4 separate regions of the Sus scrofa genome follow, and all the other regions are linked to region 2. A link is a contact called in public Hi-C, HiChIP or PLAC-seq and promoter capture Hi-C data. All regions are on one chromosome and are shown on one strand. Each heading gives the region's core, a stretch centred on a gene start, on an enhancer-like site or on the middle of the called end of the contact. The rest is flanking DNA. Distances are from core to core; before and after follow the strand shown. Region 1 overlaps NISCH (nischarin). Region 2 holds the start of GLYCTK (glycerate kinase). Region 3 holds the start of SEMA3G (semaphorin-3G). Region 4 holds the start of SMIM4 (a long non-coding RNA gene).

Region 1 (4,448 bases), core at 1,802-4,301, 170 kb after region 2:
ACTCCCAGTTTTAGCTCTTATATTTAGGTCTCTCATCCATTTTAAGTGAATTTTTGTGTATGATGTGAGGTTGAGGTCCAATTTCATTCTTGGGCAGTGTGGATTTTAATGCAAGGGAGAAAATACCACTTCTCTCCCCAGCCGACTGAGATGGGGTGTTCAGGGGCCATTGCAGCCCTGGGTTGCAATGAGAGGGCACACCTCGGCCCTGTCCTGCTGTGCTGTCTCCCTCTGAATGGCTGTGCCCTGATACTCTTGCAGCACCCTAAGGGACAGACCTTATCCCCGAACCTTGAGAGCAGAGGTTTTCAAATTCAGTGAAGCAGAAGCCTATAGAGACCTCCAGCACATCACTTTGGGGCAGGATGTCTAATAGTGGACTCAGAAGGCAGGCAAAGCTGAGTTTGTCTCCCAGCCCTGCTGCTTTCTGACAGTTCATTCCAAAGGCAGTCATTTAACCTCTCTGTGTCCCAGTTCCTCTCGTGATCTGGAGGGTGATGACCCAGGCCTTTGAGGATTGTAGGAGTGAAGGTGAAGGGCCTAGAAGAGCAGCAGGCCCATGGTGGGGGCTCACCAGATCCCTAGCAGTATAGGCTGTCCTAGTGAGGAAAGGCACTCACTTCTTATCATCAGTGGCATTTATATCTTTTTCTTATTTTAAAGCTAGCTAGCTAGAACAAAGGCACTTTTTTTTTTTTTTTTTTGAAATTTGAAATCAGGAGATAGAACTGTTACCAAAGAATTGTTACCATCTTAAAGGCAGCCTTTGCATTTGTAGCCCTCATTTCTTTTTGTTGCAAAGTACAGATACTGTAAATGATAACAGGTATCATTGCAACTTATTTTCAGTCTTGGAGCTCTCTTCAGCCAAAGTTTAAGCTTGAATCTCTCAATGGGGAATTGTTATGCAAATTAGGCACCTAACTTTATTAGAATGCCTCATTACAGGCATGAAATAAAAGTCATAAAAGGACTCCCAACCCTTACCGTGTTTGTGTAAACCACACAGTGAAGTGTAATGGAGTACGTTGTTAATGTCCCACTGATACATACTCTGTGCTTGAGCAAGTGCCAAGCAGGAGTATCAGGCTAGCCTGGGGTTTTTCACTGAGCAGGCATCTGTGCTGCAAGGTGCACTTGGTTGTGACCTGTTCAGATCATTAGAACAGCCGTACTAGTCCATGGTGGGTTTGTGTGTGCAGCTCACATCGCTGCCCAAGGCTGCAAACCAACACATGATCCTGGCAGGTGACTGACTGGTCTGAGACATGTTAGGAGTAGGTGTTGAAGTTTTTAAACATAGCTAATTGTTTTTATTTAATTGAAAAGATTTCTGAAGTATGAAGAAATGGTTTTGGGTTTTTGTCGTTGTTTATTTGTTTTAATGCATTGCAGTTCAGATATCTGTGGCACCCTGAAGCACTTTAAGTCCCTTCAGCACGGATTGGGTGGAGTGTGTGTGTGGCATCACCCACAGGTAACCTCTGGGCAGAATCTGCAGGAGCTTAGACTGGGGCCTACTGAGCTCGTCTCCTCCTGATAGAGGGCTCAGGGAGGCCCGACTCTGCTTACCTTTGCACACAAGGCCACAGTTCAGCCAGAGCACCCAGAGGAGGCAAACAAAATGCTTCTCTAAAGGGACCATGGACCTCCATTTGGGGGCTGAGGCATTTCTTTGTTCAGTCTCCCAAGGTGAAGAAGATCAACCTGAGAAACTAAGTAGATACTGTTGCAGCAGGGCACACTTCCTGGGGCTCAAGAGGGGGGGGGAAGAAATTGTTACATTGTGTGTTTTTTAGATTTCTCAGGAAGTGAAAACCTGTGTTCTGCTTAGCATGAGCCCTTGGCTCTCACTATCTCTTAGCTTTCTGTCTTGGGGAAATCCCAGTTCTATCTCCTGAGCAGGGCTGGCATTGACGCCAGCTGCCTGAAGAAGTGTAACTCAGAGGGTGAGACTTGTTGAGTACTAAGGGTGGGCAGGGAGCCATTTGTCCATGTGAGACTTTCTAGGAGCCCCATTGTCACCAATGGGGTTGGAGAGGCTGAGGAGCTACCTTTGGGGACTTGAAGTGGGTGCAGATGGGTAGCTCCTGGGAGCCTCTCAGGAATCTGTATTTGTCAAGGCTCTCCGGGCGATTCAGCCTGCAGCCAAGATGGGGAAGTGCTGATTTGGAGACAGGGCTTGGTTCTCAAAAGTGTAGATAGAGAAATGAGACCATGGATCATTCCAAGGTCTCACTGATCTTCAATTCTTCAAAGCAGCCAAGGAAAATGTAATTGAGTTTAAGTTGCAGGAAACAAGTTGAATTTCCAGCGAACTCATGGCTTCTTCTGTCATTAGCTGGAGCCCTCTTCGGCGCAGAGCCTGCTTTGCCCCTCTGGTGGCCCTTTTACATTTGACCCTGCATCTTGCCAGACTGAAAGGCCTAAATCTCTTAATGCTGGAGCTGTGTTGGCTCATTTTTCTCCCTTTGGCTTTTTGTTCATTTGTGGGAAGAAGTGGGTGTTATTCTCATACTGTATATAAAATGAATTTCAAGCAGATGACAGAAATAAACACATTGGGGGGGGTCCATATAACTAAAAGAGGAAATTAGGGGGATGTTTCTATAATCTTGGGGGTAGAGATTGAGAAGTCGCAAAGGAAAAGAATCACAGATTAAACGGTGTAAACTTGACAAACCTCTCTGTCAGAATGCTGTGAACACAGGTAAAGGCATATGCAGATAGGGAGAAGATTATTTCCAGCATAAAAACAACCTTTAAAATATCTGGTGGTGCAGCAGTTAAAGGATCCAGCAGGTTCGAACCCTGGTCTGGGAACTTCCACATGTCATGGGTGCGGCCAAAAAATAGTATTCATTATGTAAAAAGGTGAGGAAGAGACAAACAGCAGAAAGAAAAACAGAAAAAGGACACCCTGTCTCTTGCAACGTGGTGCCTTTCAAGTCCTGTAAACATGTGGATTGAGTGGCCTGGTGGCAGAGAGATTCCTGAGGTAATTGTGCAGCCTCCATCTGGACTTGTTTACGAACGTCTTGTCATCTAGTTACAGTTCTTACCTGCAGGATGTGGTGTAAGAACCCCATGGTTACACCACTGAAATACTGAGGCGCATGTGTACAGAGAGGGGTTTCAAGGCCAAGTGCTTGGGAGTGTGGCTTTGCTAGTTTCTAGCCATGTAAAATTGAGGATTGTAGGACCTTTCCACTTCAGTTTGTGTGCATGAAACAAGATTCAAGATAATGTCTTGCTCACCTAGGGCGTTGAGAGGATTGAGTGAGCCCCTCTGTAGGGAGTACTCTGGCCGTTAGAGTGAAATAAGACTCCAGCACGTTAACTGTTCATGTGAATGAAGTCTTGTCCTTACTGTGCCCCCTTCATCCCATCACCCTCAAAGGAAATCCATCCTTGCCTCTTTCTGGTCACCCTCAGCCTAGTCATACTGTTGCAAGGCTTGGAAGCATGACCACAGGAAGAGAATGGCTGCTCACTCTTTCCTAAGACAGCTATGAAACAGGAATATTATGTCAGTCACTCAGGGAGGGTTAGCTCCGGGGCGGCCCTTTCCCCCACCAGGTTGATGGGAGCTTCTTTTCCAGAAGAAACAGGACTGCCTCTACCACAGCCTCCTCCTGGGCTTGGCAAGTGCTCATGGTGCTTGTTCTCTCTCTCTCTCTCTCTTTTTTTTTTTTTTTTTTTTGCCGTGCTGTGGCATGTAGAAGGGCCAGGGATCAAACCGGCACCACAGCAGTGCCCACCGATACACCACAAGGGAACTCCATGTTCCCTTCTCCTTTTTTTAGGGCTGCACCTTTGGCATATGGAGGTTCCCAGGCTAGGGGTTGTAGCCCCCAGGCACAGCCACAGCAACACCAGATCCAAGCCATGTCTGTGACCTACACCACAGCTCATGGCAACGCTGGATCCTTAACCCACTGAAAGAGGCCAGGGATCAAATCTACATGGATGCTACTCATACTCGTTTCCGCTGAGCCAGGCCGGGAGCTCCCACTTCTGCTTCTGAAGAGATATGTCAAATGTCCATGTAACTGGAAATACTGTTTCCCTCTCTGAGAATCTTGAATCATTGTAGATTTTATTCTCTCCATTTTGTTTCACTTTCTGGAGAGCTGGCATTGCAACAGCAGATGGGATAGATAGCAGGGAATGTACAAGTCTTGGTGACTAGGAGCAGGTGGACTTCCTGACTGTGGGTTTTGTTTTGTTTTGTTTTGTTTTCCTCTGCAGGAGATTAATGGCATCACTGCAGCACTGGCTGAGGAGCTTTTTGAAAAAGGTATATGGCCCAGGGACCTTGAAATACTGGGTGTAAGTTGCCTAGCTCTGTAGGTGACCAGAGGCTCAGAGTGGCACAGAACTCCATCAGGTGCTCTGTGCCAAGTAAGTTCTAGCCAGGGCCCACCTCCCTGGGACCCAAATCCTTT
Region 2 (4,591 bases), core at 1,205-3,704:
AGAGCCACAGCAACGTGGGATCCGAGCTGCGTCTGCAACCTACACCACAGCTCACAGCAACGCCGGATTGTTAACCCACTGAGCAAGGGCAGGGACCGAACCCGCAACCTCATGGTTCCTAGTCGGATTCGTTAACCACTGCGCCACAACGGGAACTCCATAGTCTTGTTCTTAACTTGAGGAGCCACAATGGGAACACAGCTTGTCACATTTTGACATTACTATTTATTGCCAAAGTGCACCTACTATCAAGGTATGTTTAAGCATTCTGATGAGCCTGTTTTCTTGGGCCCAAATTCCACTTCCTCATGAAGTTTTCTACTTCCACTCACCATCATCTCTTTCCCTTTTGTGAAATCCCTTCCACCTAGGATCTGCAGCACTTTGTAGCTGAGCATTTCTCTCTCGTTAACTCATTAAAAAGAGAAAAAATCCCAGCTTGTATTTGTGTCTGGTCCTATGCAAGGCAGTGGAAACGCAAATATTAGTCAGACCAAGTTACCACCTTCTAGGAGCTCACAGTCCAGTGTGAATCTAAACTGAAGGACATAAGCTTGGGCCTTGTTGACATTCCACAGCACCGGTGTCATGTAAGCAGCTGGGCACCTTAGCCTCTGGCAGCTGCCCCCTTCCTTAGAGAACAAGGTTAGCTGATAAGGAGAACTGCATTTGCTACATGGTTACTCATCTAACCACCTCTTTGACTCCAGCATAAGCTGCCTGCTTGAAGTCAGGAAATAGAGCCCTTACCCTAAATCGTTACTATTTAACCTAAACACTATTACTAGTTAAGGTTTAAAATAACTTAACCCACTGCTTTGCTTCTGCACCCCTGCTTAGGCATGCGTACCTCCTCCCAACCTGGGTGTAAGTTTGCTTTTATAAACGCGGTCCGTTTCTTTGTTCGTGGCTTCACACTGTTTTAGGCACTCTTTTAGGCAGTGTGTGGCCCTGGCCAGTAATAAAGACTCCTAATTTGGCTTTTTTTCTCTGTTGGAATGGTCTCTGTTCTTTTACTGTATAACAAAACCTTATCTTTAAATGCATCTTGTGAGTAGCTGTAGGGTGGGATGGGGATTAAAAAAATGGATATAGGAGTTCCCTTTGTGCTGCAGTGGTTGATGAATCCGACTAGCAACCATGAGGTTGCGGGTTTGATCCCTGGCCTTGCTCAGTGGTTTGAGGATCCGGCGTTGCTGTGAGCTGTGGTGTAGGTCACAGACGAGGCTTGGATCCCCATTGTTGCTGTGGCTCTTGCATAGGCTGGTGGCTACAGCTCCAATTCGACCCCTAGCCTGGGAGCCTCCATGTGCCACGGGAGCGGCCCAAGAAATGGCAAAAAGACTAAAAAGAAAAAGATAATATATCTCCTGCTAACAGTCTGATATAACAGCGCTGGCACAGTAAATGGTGTCTGTTTATGAGAGTCTGGGACTAAATAATGAGAGGATGCTCAAATTTACACCCCCTCTTCTGGCCCCCAGCACTGTCGGAATGTAATTACAAAAGCAGAAATTTCTCAACTAAGAGTACCACTTCTTACTCATCCCAGCAGCTAGACAGAGCGTTTGGTCCACCTAGAAGGCACTCAGGAAACGTCTCTTGAGTGTTGGAGGAATGAATAAAAGCATTTCTCCCGAAGAAAACATTAGTAACAACAATGTACCCTTCTGCACCTTTTTTTTTTTTTTTTTTTTTTTAAGGTCCACACCGGGGCATATGGAGGTTCCCAGGCTAGGGGTTGAATTGGAGCTGTAGCGGTGGGCCTATGCCACAGCCACAGCAAAGCGGGATCTTTAACCCACGGAGTGAGGCCGGGGATGGAACCTGCGTCCTCGTTGATACTAGTCCGTTAGCTATAGCTGAGCCACTAGGGGAACTCCAGGAATTGTCTTTTTGTATAAGGGAAGGTAACAAGCCAGGCTCAGGGTGAGAGCGGGGACTCCGTGGGAGGCCTAAGATCTTTCGTGTTTACACACTGCCTGTGTGTTCGAGAACCACGAAGCAGAACTCTCTTGCTGAGTTGGAGCTGTGATTTGGTCGCCCAAGGGAGAAAGGGTAACCGGAGAATTGTGGAATAACAGCGGTGAGGGGAAAGGATGACTTAATATGGCGCCAGAGTGGATGGGTTGTGTAGAGTGATTTTTCCTCCCGCTTGATTAGTCCAGTGCCTGGCACCTAACAGTAGGTCGGAATGATTTGAGACTGATGGGATAATACAGAATAAAGGAGGGGGACGGATTACAGCAGTCGGTGAAGCGGGGATTATTATTCCACTGTGGAGATGAAGACACTGAACCCTGAAAGTGCCTTCAGCCGGGGATGTAGTCGGTCAATGATGAGCCAAAACCCCGATCCAAGATGCCAGTCCGGATCCTCCAGCAGCTCTCCCTAGAAGTCCCAGCCCCGCCCCACGCACTAAAAGTTCCGGATTCCGCCCCGCCCCCTTGGGGGACTTCCGGTCACGAAAGGTGGGATCCGCGGCCTGGAGCTGTGGGGCAGTAAAGTCCGCACCGCCAGGGCCACCGGGTACCTTGGGCTTGGTGACGGCGGTTGCTGCCCTTTATTTCTCGGGTCACTACTGGACGTTACGCGGCAGCCATTTCCTTCGTGTTGGCCTGAGGCCTCGGCCCCAGGGTAACGTCATTTCCGGGGCTGGGCGGACAGGCGAAGGAGGAAAGGGCTCCAGCCCCGCTTGGTGGGGGGAGGACTCGAGGCGGGTCTGCTCAGTATTTCCGGGTTTTGCGCAGGATCGCTGGGGGTTTTAGGAGAGGCGTTGTCACGAGTTGAGTTGCTGGGTTTTGCAAATAAAAAGGCAGGGCGTGTAATTAAATTCGAATTTCAGGTGAACAACAGATAAGTTTTTAAGGGTTCCTTTGTGGCTCAGCGGGTTAAGGATCTGGGCGTTGCCCCTTGCAGCGGCTCTAGTCGCTGCTGTGGCGTGGGTTCCACCCTTGGCCCGGGAATTTTCACATGCTCCTGTTGCGGCCAAAAAAAAAAAAAAAGGAGTTCCGGTGGTGGCTAAGCTAGTATCCCTGAGGACGCAGGTTGGATCCCTGGCCTCACTCAGTGGATTAAGGATCCCGAGTTGCTGGGAGCTGTGGCAAAGATTGCAGACGCAGCTCGGAGAATTTGGCATTGCTGTGACAATTGGTGTAGGGTGGCAGTTACAGCTCCGATTGGATCTCTCGCCTGGGAACTTCAGTACGCGGTGGGTGGGGCCCTAAAAAGACAAATAATAATAATAAAATTTTTTTAGTATAGGTATGTCCCCAACATGGTATGGAGGTTCTTACATTTAACAAACTACTTGTTTATCTGAAATTCAAATTTAACTGAGTGACTTGTACTTTATCTGGCTACCTTAGTCTTGGGCGCCCCCTGCCCTGGGCTGGGATCCTCTAGGCCCCTATCCATCAGAGAAACTGGTACAAAGTTCACCCAGGCTGAAAAATCAACTATTGCTACATGCCAAAGGGCTTTTACCTCTAATTCTAATGGCCCAGCCCCAGAGGTCCTAGGCCACAGCTGAGCCCATTTTGGATCCCTTTGTGTTGCCTTTCACAGCTGATCTGGGGCATGCTTGGTTCTCTTCCGGGAAAGCTGAGTTTCATGTAGACTAAATGGCTGAAGGCTAGAAGTTGCCAGGTTTTTTTGCTTTTTGTTTTTTCCTTCCTCCCTCCCCTCCCTCCTTCCCTGGCCATAGATTGAATATGCTGCAGCTGTGGCGATGCAGGATCCTTTACTGCACCAGGCCAGGATCGAACCTGCCTGTATGAGCAACCAGAGCTGCTGCAGTCAGATTCAGCAGGTTAAGGATCCAGGCGTTGCCACTTGCAGGGGCTCTAGTTGTGGCTGTGGCGTGGATTCCATCTCTGGCCCAGGAATTTCCTCATGCTGTAGTCGTGGCAAAAAAAAAAAAAAAAAAAAAAAAAAAAAAGGAGTGCTCATGGTGGCTCGGTGTTAACAAACCCCTGCTGTAACCATGAGGATGCAGGGCTTCAGGGCAGGAACTTCTGACAGGTTGTTTTTTATTTTTTGTTTTTGTCTTTTTAGGGCTGCACCTGAAGTTCAGGTTCCCAGGCTAGGGGTCAAATCAGAGCTGTAGCTGTCTGCCACAGCCACAGCAATGCCACATCCAAGCTGTGTCTGTGACTTACACCACAGTTCACAGCAACGCCGGATCCTTAACCCACTGAGCAAGGCCACGGATCGAACCTGTGTCTGCATGGATGCTAGTGTCAGATTCGTTTCTCCTGAGCCATGATGGGAACTCCTGCCGGGTGTTTTGAGTGTGGGATAAGATGATGTTTGGGTTCCATTGTTAACAGTGGACAGCTTCAGAGAGTCCAGAGATGTGCAGGGGAGACTATTAGTCTTAATCTCATTCCACTTTTCTTTTTACACATGAGGCCCCATGAGAGAAATCGAGCTGTCCTTGTGGTGGATCTGGAGCCTGATTCCCAGCCCCTTTCTCTTGCTCTGTCCACACTTGCTGCTGCAGTCAGCTGTCAGCATTTATGGTGGGCATTTATTAAAGTAATGCCTTTTTTTTTTCTTTTTCTGTTGTACTTGTAGCATATGGAAATTC
Region 3 (4,829 bases), core at 409-2,908, 150 kb after region 2:
TTGACCCTCTGGTCTTCAGTTAACGTCTCCTTCCTACTTGCCCATCTGTGCCCAACCCAGTCCCCAAGGAAGATGACTCCATGGGCGGCACTTATGGCAGCAAGCTGGATGAAGTGCTGGGAGAGCCTGGAGGAAGAGTGGGTGGTCTGAGCAGCGTGCGAGACTGACTCAGTGGGACAGGCAGACAGGCAGGGGAGAGCGTTCCCAGCAGGGAACATGTGGCTAAGGCCTGGGTGGATCTCTAAGCTCCAGGCCATGGAAGTGGATAAAGAGGGTTTTCTCCTCCATAGATGCTGCCCACCCAGCCCCTGGGGATTAGGGTGGCTGTCTGGAGATGATGATCCCAGGAGGTAGGGATCCTGAAATAGGTCCTTGGGGTCCAGCTAGGTAGTTGGGTGTACAAGGGCAGGCAGCAGGAGGTGGTGGGAAGGGGTGATGGCCAATCTGGGGAAGGTCATCCTTGTCCCAGCACCCACTCTATTCCCCAATTCATTAACAGCCTCTTCTAGGAAGACCTCCATGGCTGAAAGTACTTTGTAGGGGGATTGGCCCTATTTGGGCCTTTTCTTGTAGTCTGACTACCCCCACCCCCAGTCACAGGGTAGTCCACATCTCCCTTCCCCAAATCCCTTCGAACTCTCTGGAGCAGAGCCATGTCTCCCCACTCAAACCCTCCAGAGCAGGCCTGGGTCTCCCCACCTTAGACAAGGGTTCCCGGGGAAGGTGGTCACCCCTCTGGTTTCCCCAAGAAATATCTGTGGAGAGCTTGTGTCTCAGGGACCATTTCCACGGAATCAGAGAAGGCCTGTGCCAGCTGCAGCACAGCGGATCAGGTTAGATCTGCAGAGGAACCTCCTGGGCCAGGATGGGCAAAGAAGGTAGGCTTTGAAGAGCCTCTTGGATGGAGGGGAGGAGGAACGGCCAGCGTTGCAAAGTGGGCTGCTAGAGGCAGGAGGGGACTGAGGCTGTGGAGATAGGGTGAGAGACCCCACTGTAGGGCAGACAGAGGGACAGGATGCCTCTCTCTCTCCCACTGTCTGCCCTGGGCAAGAAGCACGGCTGCTTGCAAACAGAGCCTCCAGACCTGCCCCCTCTGCCCCCTCCCCATCTCTACTGAGGTCTCACTTCTTGTCTCAGTTGCCCCCTCAGGTTTTCCGCCTGGGCGTCTCTCTCCTGTCTTCACCCTGGCCCCTCTTCCAGGACCTGTCCCCTTTCCCCTGCCTTCCTCCCTGGCTCCTGCCTCTGGCGGCCAGCTGGGAGCACCACACCGCCCGTGGGGAATGATTAAAGTCCTTCCCAAGGGCTGTGCGGGGAGTGACCGTATCCCTTTGGCTGGCAGAACAGACTGCTTGGGGCTGCCGGGGGCCCCATGGCTGGAGTCTCCCAGGGTGCAGGTCCCCCCCCGCCCCCCCCCCCCGCAAGACGCGCGCGCACACACACAGGGTACACACTACCCTACCTCGGTAGGAGAGCCGCAGGCGGGGCACGCTGGGGCCAGGGCTGGGACTGCCTCCGTGGAGCAGGAGGCCCCCCAGGAGGCAGCAGATGGCCCAGGCTGAGGGGGCCATGCGGGGAACCAGGGGCACCACGCTACTTGGAGAGCTGCCCTCGGTCCTGCCGCTGGTTGTAGTTTGCTCTGTTGCCGCCAGGCCTGCCACTTATAAGGCGGCGGCTCCACCCAGTCCCAGGCAGGGAAGGCGGAGAGGAAGAGGGAGGGGGCAGGAGCCCCGCCGCTGTCCACCTGCAGCTTCTCTCCTCCTCGCCCTATGATGCCTGTGTCAGAATGGCTGGTTCCTCACTGGGGAGACTCTTTCCCAGCTGGGGTGTGGGTGGTTTATGCAGAAATGTCTACAAACGCAAGACCCCAAGCTCTTGCAAACTGTTGAGGGAGGAAATAGCCTGGAAGAAAGATTAGAGATCAGAGGTTGATGGGCTGGATGGGGCTCTAGCTGGGCTCTCCTTTGCTCCTTGCCCCTCCAGTACTCATGATAGAGCCCCCCCGCAAACTGATTCTGGGCCTAGGTCCCAAGGGTCCAGCCCTCTGAAGTCTTGGCCTGGCTTCGCAACTCCCCTGGTAGGGCCCAAGTTGCCTTGGGGAAGTCATTCCAGCCCAAGGGGCTCTGCATTTTGGATGGGGGCTTGAGGCCTGGCCACACTTCACAGATGTGAAATTGGCAAGAGATGAATGCTCAGACTTCTCTACCAGACCTGTTCCTTTCTGGCCTCCAGGCTGGGGCAGGGGACAGGTTTTACCCCATACAAGGGAGGCCCCCATTGCCCTGCTTCCCTCAGCCCTCCAGTCCTCCCGGAGCCTCAGGGCCCAGGGTGTCACCAGGTAAGAGGTGGGTTCTTCCCAGAATCCCCTTCTGCCCATAGACCCTACCCCTATGATTCCTCCAGAGTGATGGTGGAGGGAAGGTGCTCATACCCCTACTCCCTCTGCTCTGAGCTCTGAACAAAGGAACAGGAGAGTCATAGAAGGGGGACAAGGGGGGATGAGGCTAAAGGGCTGAATAAAGGCAAGTGAGGAGACCGCTCCCCCACCCCACCAAAACTGGCCCTATTTCCACCCTCCACAGGTGCCACTCTACCCCATTCCAGACTCCTACATGCAGGCCCCAGTAGCCCTGGGTGCTAAGATTTCAACCTTGAGATATTGAAATCGGTGTTCCCAGGATTCTGGAAACTCCTGCAAGTTAGGCCTCCCAGATGGGCCAGGCTGAGCCCTCAAATGATAATAATGATTAGGAAATGGGGCAGCAGAGAGTGAAGGATGTGGACCAGGCCACATAGCAGCCTGAGAACAGGTCCTGCTCAGTCCTGCCCCATTCTGGGTCTCTCTTTTGCTTCTTAGGCTCCGGAGGGTCCTGGGACCCCCACCTCCCTTCCTATCTCATTCCTAAAAGGGAAGTGGATCAGCCCTTTGAGTTAACATGAGGAAGACCCAGGGATTTGAACCCTGTCTCCTGGTCCCCATCTCTCCTCAACACATACATGCCTCCTGACCTGGGATTGGGCATGTATCCCCAAAGAACCTTGGCCAAGGCCCTTCCCTCTCTGGGTCTCAGTCTCCTTGCCCAGTCAGGGACCAGCCACCTTGGTTATAAAAGGCTCTATAAACTTTAGAGGGGTGCTTGTGCAGGGGCTGCCGTGATAGTGATCACATCCTGGGCCTTCTGCATCCATCTCCCTGGAGAGATGTTTCAGCCTATAGACTGGGCTGGGAGCCAATATCTGGCTAGAGATTCAGCTGGACAGCCTCTCAACCAGCATGTGGCCAGCAGCTGTGGGCGGTAGACCCAACAACTTCTCAGAACTTCCAAATCACCCTGGGGATCTAAGCTCAGCCAGGCCTCCAGCTAGGGCTGCAGGGGAGGCTCAGGTCTCCTGGAGCAGCATGTGGGTATAGCCTACTCCACGCTGCAAAAAGCAGCTTGTGCCAGAGGTTAGGACCCCCAATTCTAAACTTGTCATGCAGCCTTGGGCAGATACTCTTCCTTTCTGGGCCTCTTTCCCAGTCTGGACAGGGGTAGGGATTGTCCTTTGGTAAAGATCTCTGCTTGGGGCTATTGGTGGGGAAAAGACTCCCAAGGGTCCCTCTGATTGCTGGGATCAGTGGGCCCAGCCACAGACATCTTGTGCCATCTAATGGACAAAGTGGGAATTGCAGGAGGTCCCAAAACTGCGTGCTTTGTCAGGCCCTTGTGATAGGTACAGGTACACAGCACAGACTCTTGGGATAGCAGGCAGTAACAAGGCAACCCCTAATATGAAGAGGCAGGTGCAGTGGGAGATACTCCAGTGGTTGCTTCTTATGGAGGAAGATAAGGCGGGCTTCATGAAAGAAATACTATCTAGGCAAAGGATGACACAGCCCAGAAGAAGTGGAGAGGACTGAACATAGCAAAACAGAATTGGGTGATGTGTGCAGGAGAATGCAGTACCATGTGCTAGTTGGAGCTTGTCAGCCCTTGGTGGTGTACATGGTGATGTGTATTGTCATGTACCAGGTGCCCCAGGTAGGCATGTGAAAGGGTCCAGCCCAGAACTCTGGGGTCAGCATCACTGGAAGGAATAGATGTCCTTAGTCCCTCCCCCACCAACCTCATTCTGGAACAGAGATATTGGGAAAGTGTCAAAGGGCTTCCTACTTGTGGACCCCTATCTTTAAGGTACCAGCCAGCCACCCTCCTTGCACCCTCTTTGTAGCTGGCCCAGTTATCCTCCGTTTTGTTTGCAGAGGGCCTAACTCTTGGGGGCTTTTTCTTCTTCCCCAATCCCATCAGGATCTCACATCCCCTGGGTGCCCTCGGCTTCTGAGGCCCTTATCCTCCTTTTCCCACCTCAGCCACTCATTCTCCATGTCACCACCAACGATGACATGACCTTCAGCATCCCATTCAGAACATCCCTCCTCTGATCCCACCTCCTGTGCTCAGTGTCCCCGCTGCTGCAATTCTCCCCTCCCTTTTGAGCCAACCCTTTCTCCCTGCCCAGCTTGGGTCCAGTCCCAGAGCTATGACCACGCCCCAGACACACTCCCAGAGACCCCAGCCACTCACCCTCTGCAGCTTTGCCCCTGCATCTCGCTTCACCCCTTGCTCAGTTTCACTAGGTTGCTCCTATCATCAAGTGCACTTCCCTGGACCCCACATCTCTCCTTAGCTCCAGCCCATTTCTCTGTTCCCTGAGTGTCTGCAAAAATTCACCAGTGCTGTCTGCACTTGCCATCTCCCATTTACCTTGCCTTACTTCTTTGGTCCTTTTAGTTGCGCTCCCACCCCTCCACTCCAGTGAAACCCTCGTGTCCAGATGACCAAGTTGGACAC
Region 4 (4,489 bases), core at 198-2,697, 250 kb after region 2:
CGCTCCCAGGTCTCCCCACAGCTGGAGCAAAATCTATCCTTCAGGCAGTTGGAATCTTCCAGATACCACTACTCTGTCTCATTAGCCAATGAAAGCCACGTCACCCCTGAGGGGCTCCTCTGGAAGTTCCCCTCTTCCTTCTTGGTCTGACTCTTTCCAAGTCATCACCACAGCTCTGTAACATGGGCCCTAGGACACTGAGGGTATGACGCTGAGGGTATGAGAGAAACGAGGCTTGCAGAGCGCCACCCAGCTGGTCAGTGATAGGACCAAGACCCGAGGACATCTGTCTGCTGCAGACAGGGCCCCCGAGTCCAGGGCAAATATTCAGCCCTTTCAGCCCTCTGGCCTCACCAGGGTGCCCTGGGGCCTCATCTGCCTGGTTCGCTGAGGGAGAGAGGACAGAGGAGTAAGCGCCCTGGTCAAGGAAGCAGCAACCTCTCTGTATTCCAGGGGACTGGGGCGACTTGATGTCTTTCTCCAAACAACACCTTCCCTTCCTGGGCTAAGACCGCTGGATTCCAGAGGGTCCGAAGAGCCTAGTCGCCACCCTTAGGTCTGGAGTTGCCAGGAGCCCGCTCTGGCCAGCGCCGCCGGTCGGCTGGCTGGCTTTGTCTGCGGTACTCCCGCCCCAACTAAGGGCCCCGAAGAGAACAAGAGGTTGGGGGCGTTTCCGCAGCCGTCTCCCAGCAGGCGGGACCCTGAGGAAAAACCACGGGGCCTCGCCTTCCGGCGGCTGCTAGGAGAACCCCGAGCTCCTGCCGACCCGGCGTCGTGAGGAACCTCGCGCCCGCCCGCTTCAAGTCGTCGGGGCGTCCCCGGAGGCCCCCAGGACCACCCGCCGCGGTTCCTCCAGAAGAGCTGCCTGGCCTTGAAGCTCCGTGGCCCTGGCGAGCCCTACCAGGGCGCTTCACCCGAGGAGCGGCGCCCAGGCGCTCGATCTGTTTGTCCGTCCTCCCGGCGCGCGATGTGCCGTCCCTCGGGCTACACCCCCGAAGCTCGTCCCGCTTCGGCTCACTCACCGTGCACCAGTCTTCGCATGTCCTGGTATCGAGCCCACAGGTGCGCACTAGGTTCGGCAGCGCCCGCGGGCGCCGGGGAGGGCGTGGAGCGCGGGACGCCCGGGCAGTGGACGCCGGGACCCGGGGGGCCGCAGCCAGGGCAGGAGGGCGAGGACGAGGCGGCTCGCGGCCCGCCGTGGTCTCGGCGCGGCAGGTAGCGCCGAGCAGCCGCCCGCAAGCCCGCACCCGCCATGCCCGCTGCGCGCCGCCCGCACAGCCCTCGGCGCTCCGTCCAGTCCACCGCCGTCTGACTGCGCGCCCGCCACGGTGGCCGCGTGCTTCTCACAGCAGCGGGCCAATGGGCGCGGCGCCCAGAGCCCGGCGGCCAATGGGTGCGCCCCTCGGCCCAGGGGGCGGGAGGTCCTGGGCAGGGCGGGGCGGGCTCCCCCGCCCCCTCCCCCAGTCCCCGGCGCGGCGGAGGAGGACTCAGAGGCCCCCCCGCCCCCCGCTTCGGTATCTACTACAGCGATGGCAGCTTCTTCTGCTCTCCCGGGAGGCCCCGCGAGTCTCCGGACGACCTGGGCTCAGAGAGGAGAATGCCGGAGAGCGGCGAGTCCACCCTGGTCCCTGGTCTTCTTTTTCCTCCTCGGCTCCCAGGTCCCTCTGCCCCTTCCCCCACCTCCTGTCCTCCTGACCTTAGATTTCCCCCCCTCCCCCCAGTCCTGCAGTAGAGGTCCTGTTCCCAGCCTCCTGCCAATGACTGACTCTGCCCGCGGACCAGAGGCCGGTCCGTTTCACTCATTTATCTAGTGGATAAAGAGCCCCTCTCGCGCGCTTCCCAGTACCAGCCCCACGCTGGGTGAGACCTTGGGACCCATAGTGCAGCCAACATCCGCTAAAGCAGCTCCATCTCTCTCCCTCCTGTGCGTTACACAGATGACCCCTTTTAACTAGGAGCAGAGACCGTTGGCCAGGGGTCACTGCCCTGCCTGGTTCCTACATCAGCAAGTCGCCCCACCAACCTGCTCCACTCTTTGGTTCCCCGAGCAGGACACTTCTTGCTCTTCTAGCAATATTACCAGACTTCCCAATCAAATTCCTCTTTGCTGCTGGGAACCACTCTCCACCTGCGTTTCTTCCACTCAGATCAATTTTCTCAGTCCGCATATCCCAGCCTATGCCCTGGTTCCTGAGAAGACCGACCCTGCGCCAGTGGGCCTAGTCCGTGGAGAGCTGGCCTGATGGACACTCTTGTTTCCCTGGGGGTGCTTGCGGTGGCCTCGCGGAATCTAAGGGTGTGTGTGCATTCGAAAATTCACTGCACCTAGGCTGAAGACCTAGTGTGCCAGACCCTGGGCCAAGTGCAAGTGCAGGATGAAGGCTGTGGGTGGGGCCTGTGGGTGGGTGGCAGAGCCCCCCACACCTAAGGCCCTGGTGAGGAATTGGCCATATGTAAGCCTTCTCTAGGTGGGAGATGAGTGCTCTGCGATGTCTAGCCCCCAGAGCCACCAAGAGAAACGAGTGATAAGAGAAGGAGTGTGTGCATGTGGTTGGGTGAGGTTGGCCCCAGAAGAAGGCATGTTATCTAGGCAGGAGCTTGGGCCTGAGGGCTGAGCAGAAGACCCTAGACTTTCCAGGGGCCCTGCTTGTGCAGTCTCTTTAGCCTGTTTTTGTATATTTTGTGGCCACATCACCAAACTCTCTTATTGGTTCTAAGTTTTCATTTGACTTTCTTGGATTGTCTAATAATTGTCTCCCTTCTCAAAGATACGCCCCAGTTTTTTTAGCTTTAGGTAATGAGGTGACAGCCCCTTACATCTTCAGCAAGCATAGAGAGAGTGAAGGCTCTGGTGTCAGGGCTCTATTTCTATCTGGCTTGAGCTCTTAGTTCCCTGTCTAAAAAGGGAGATGAAGAGGAGTTCCTGCTGTAGCACAACAGGATCTATGTCTTGGGAGCACTGGGATGAAGGTTTAATCCATGGCCAGCACAGCGTGTTAAGGATCCGGTGTTGCTGCAACCGCAGCTTAGGTTGCAACTGCGGCTGGGATCTGGTCCCTGGCTGCAGGGTGGGGGAAGAGAAGAAAAAAAGAATCGTCAGCAGCTCTGGTGGCTGGGGAGGTTCAGGTTAGATCCCCTGCCTAGCCTGACACGATGTGTTAAAGGATCCCACAGTTGTCACAGCTGCAGCTGGAATTCAATCCCTGGCTGGGGAACTTCCATATGCTTTGGGGGCGGCCATGAAATTGGGGGGGGGGAGATGAAAATAGGGCAATTTTAGTAGAATATATGTAAAGATCTAGAACTCAAAATCATCATCTTGATGATCATATTATAGGTAAGGTAAATTGATAGACTCCAGGCATTGGGTTAAGTGCTTTATTTGTATTATCTCTCTAAATCCCCACAGGATCAGAGGAAGGTCTCTATTTTGTGGATAAGGGAAGTGAGGCACAGACCAGCTAAGGGAATATGTGTGGAGTAGGGATGTGGTTTGACAAAGCGGTGCTCTTTGACCATTCTGCTCGTGTGTGATTGTTGTGATAAAGAGATGATGCTTAAAAAACACCTACAAGTCCGGGTAAGTGCCCCATGCAGGATAGCTTTTATTAATTTTATGGTTGTTTGTCACAAGATGCTTACTTAGACTTTTATTGTGATGATGATAAAGTTCAACTTTCAACAATGCATTTCAAATTCCTTTTACTTTTAGAAGTCTAGGCACTAGTTACGATCCCGAAATAAATGCAAGGTACTGTGTAATTGCATTTTAGACCATGGTGCAGTACACGTTTAGTCCATCATAAAGGGTTACCACTGATATTAGGACTTTTAAGAAAAAAGATGGCGGTGGCAGTGTAGGGGGCGCGGCCGCCAACCCCGAGTGCCAGCTTGCACCCGGGAGGCCGGGCAGGGGTGGGGAGCGGGGCGGGCTGACGCCACGTGGGAGGCTCCGCCCCCTAGGACGCCCCGCCTCCAGAGCCGAGGCATCTGCGCCTGCTCCCTCAGGCTGGGCTAGGCCTCGCCGGGCACGCGCACTCCGCCGCATTCTGATTGGCGGGCCTTCGCGTCCCACCGCACTCTGATTGGTGGAGCGGCCCTAGGCCTTGGGATCCTGGAGATCAGAGCGGCGCTCCTGTCCTGCTCCGCTCCCTTATCCCTTGGAACTGGAGGAGCTTGGGGTCGTACGGCAACCTGATTGCTGTAGTCAGCAAGGACAGTCAGGGCGGCTTCTGCTTCATTCCAGCGCTACAGTCCAGGGGCTAGGACAGCTCCCGTCGTTCTCTGTTCAGCCTCACCGCCACAGCCTCGGTCCAGCATGTTTTCCAGGGCCCAGGTGAGGCGGGTTCTGCAGCGGGTACCCGGGAAGCAGCGACTCGGCGTCTACAGGTTCCTGCCCTTCTTTTTTGTCCTGGGAGGAACGATGGAGTGGATCATGATTAAAGTGCGCGTGGGCCAGGAGACCTTCTGTAAGTGGGAGTGCAGCAAC

Evidence for each region. Promoter capture Hi-C pulls out the DNA fragments that hold promoters and counts their contacts. A called contact is a pair of places that touch in the nucleus more often than the background predicts. HiChIP or PLAC-seq counts read pairs in DNA pulled down with a chosen protein or histone mark.
Region 1: a contact with region 2 is called in an H3K27ac HiChIP or PLAC-seq map of alveolar macrophages. The contact joins the enhancer-like site here to the promoter of GLYCTK in region 2. A contact is called at or near these places in 1 of 5 promoter capture datasets (liver), 5 of 47 Hi-C or Micro-C datasets (blood, fetal skeletal muscle, liver and 1 more) and 2 of 2 datasets of contacts at active chromatin or transcription factors (alveolar macrophages and skeletal muscle).
Region 3: a promoter capture Hi-C map of fetal liver shows a contact between it and region 2, with 2.7 times the contacts expected there. The contact joins the promoter of SEMA3G here to the promoter of GLYCTK in region 2. A contact is called at or near these places in 3 of 5 promoter capture datasets (fetal liver, fetal skeletal muscle and liver), 18 of 47 Hi-C or Micro-C datasets (alveolar macrophages, blood, brain and 12 more) and 2 of 2 datasets of contacts at active chromatin or transcription factors (alveolar macrophages and skeletal muscle).
Region 4: a Hi-C map of skeletal muscle shows a contact between it and region 2, with 3 times the contacts expected there. The contact joins the promoter of SMIM4 here to the promoter of GLYCTK in region 2. A contact is called at or near these places in 1 of 5 promoter capture datasets (liver), 2 of 47 Hi-C or Micro-C datasets (liver and skeletal muscle) and 1 of 2 datasets of contacts at active chromatin or transcription factors (alveolar macrophages).

What each region holds. Positions count from the first base shown.
Region 1 is chr13:34,603,455-34,607,902 of Sscrofa11.1, forward strand. NISCH (nischarin) reads left to right here. Exons shown (of 21, transcript XM_001925354.5): 4 at 4,252-4,300. Among named protein-coding and RNA genes, the nearest start is that of NISCH, 9.9 kb to the left of the region's middle. Within about 2 kb of position 3,052, at least 3 of the 83 cell types and tissues checked have an H3K27ac peak or open chromatin away from gene starts, as enhancers often do. A contact at or near this core is called in alveolar macrophages, where this site is marked.
Region 2 is chr13:34,430,949-34,435,539 of Sscrofa11.1, forward strand. GLYCTK (glycerate kinase) reads left to right here and starts at 2,455. Exons shown (of 5, transcript XM_005669627.2): 1 at 2,455-2,637.
Region 3 is chr13:34,584,028-34,588,856 of Sscrofa11.1, forward strand. SEMA3G (semaphorin-3G) reads right to left here and starts at 1,659. Exons shown (of 16, transcript XM_001928251.4): 1 at 1,460-1,659. The coding sequence starts at 1,568.
Region 4 is chr13:34,678,176-34,682,664 of Sscrofa11.1, forward strand. SMIM4 (a long non-coding RNA gene) reads left to right here and starts at 1,448. Exons shown (of 3, transcript XR_002337556.1): 1 at 1,448-1,658; 2 at 2,148-4,469. NT5DC2 (5'-nucleotidase domain-containing protein 2) reads right to left here and starts at 1,355. Exons shown (of 14, transcript XM_021068900.1): 1 at 1,023-1,355. The coding sequence starts at 1,254.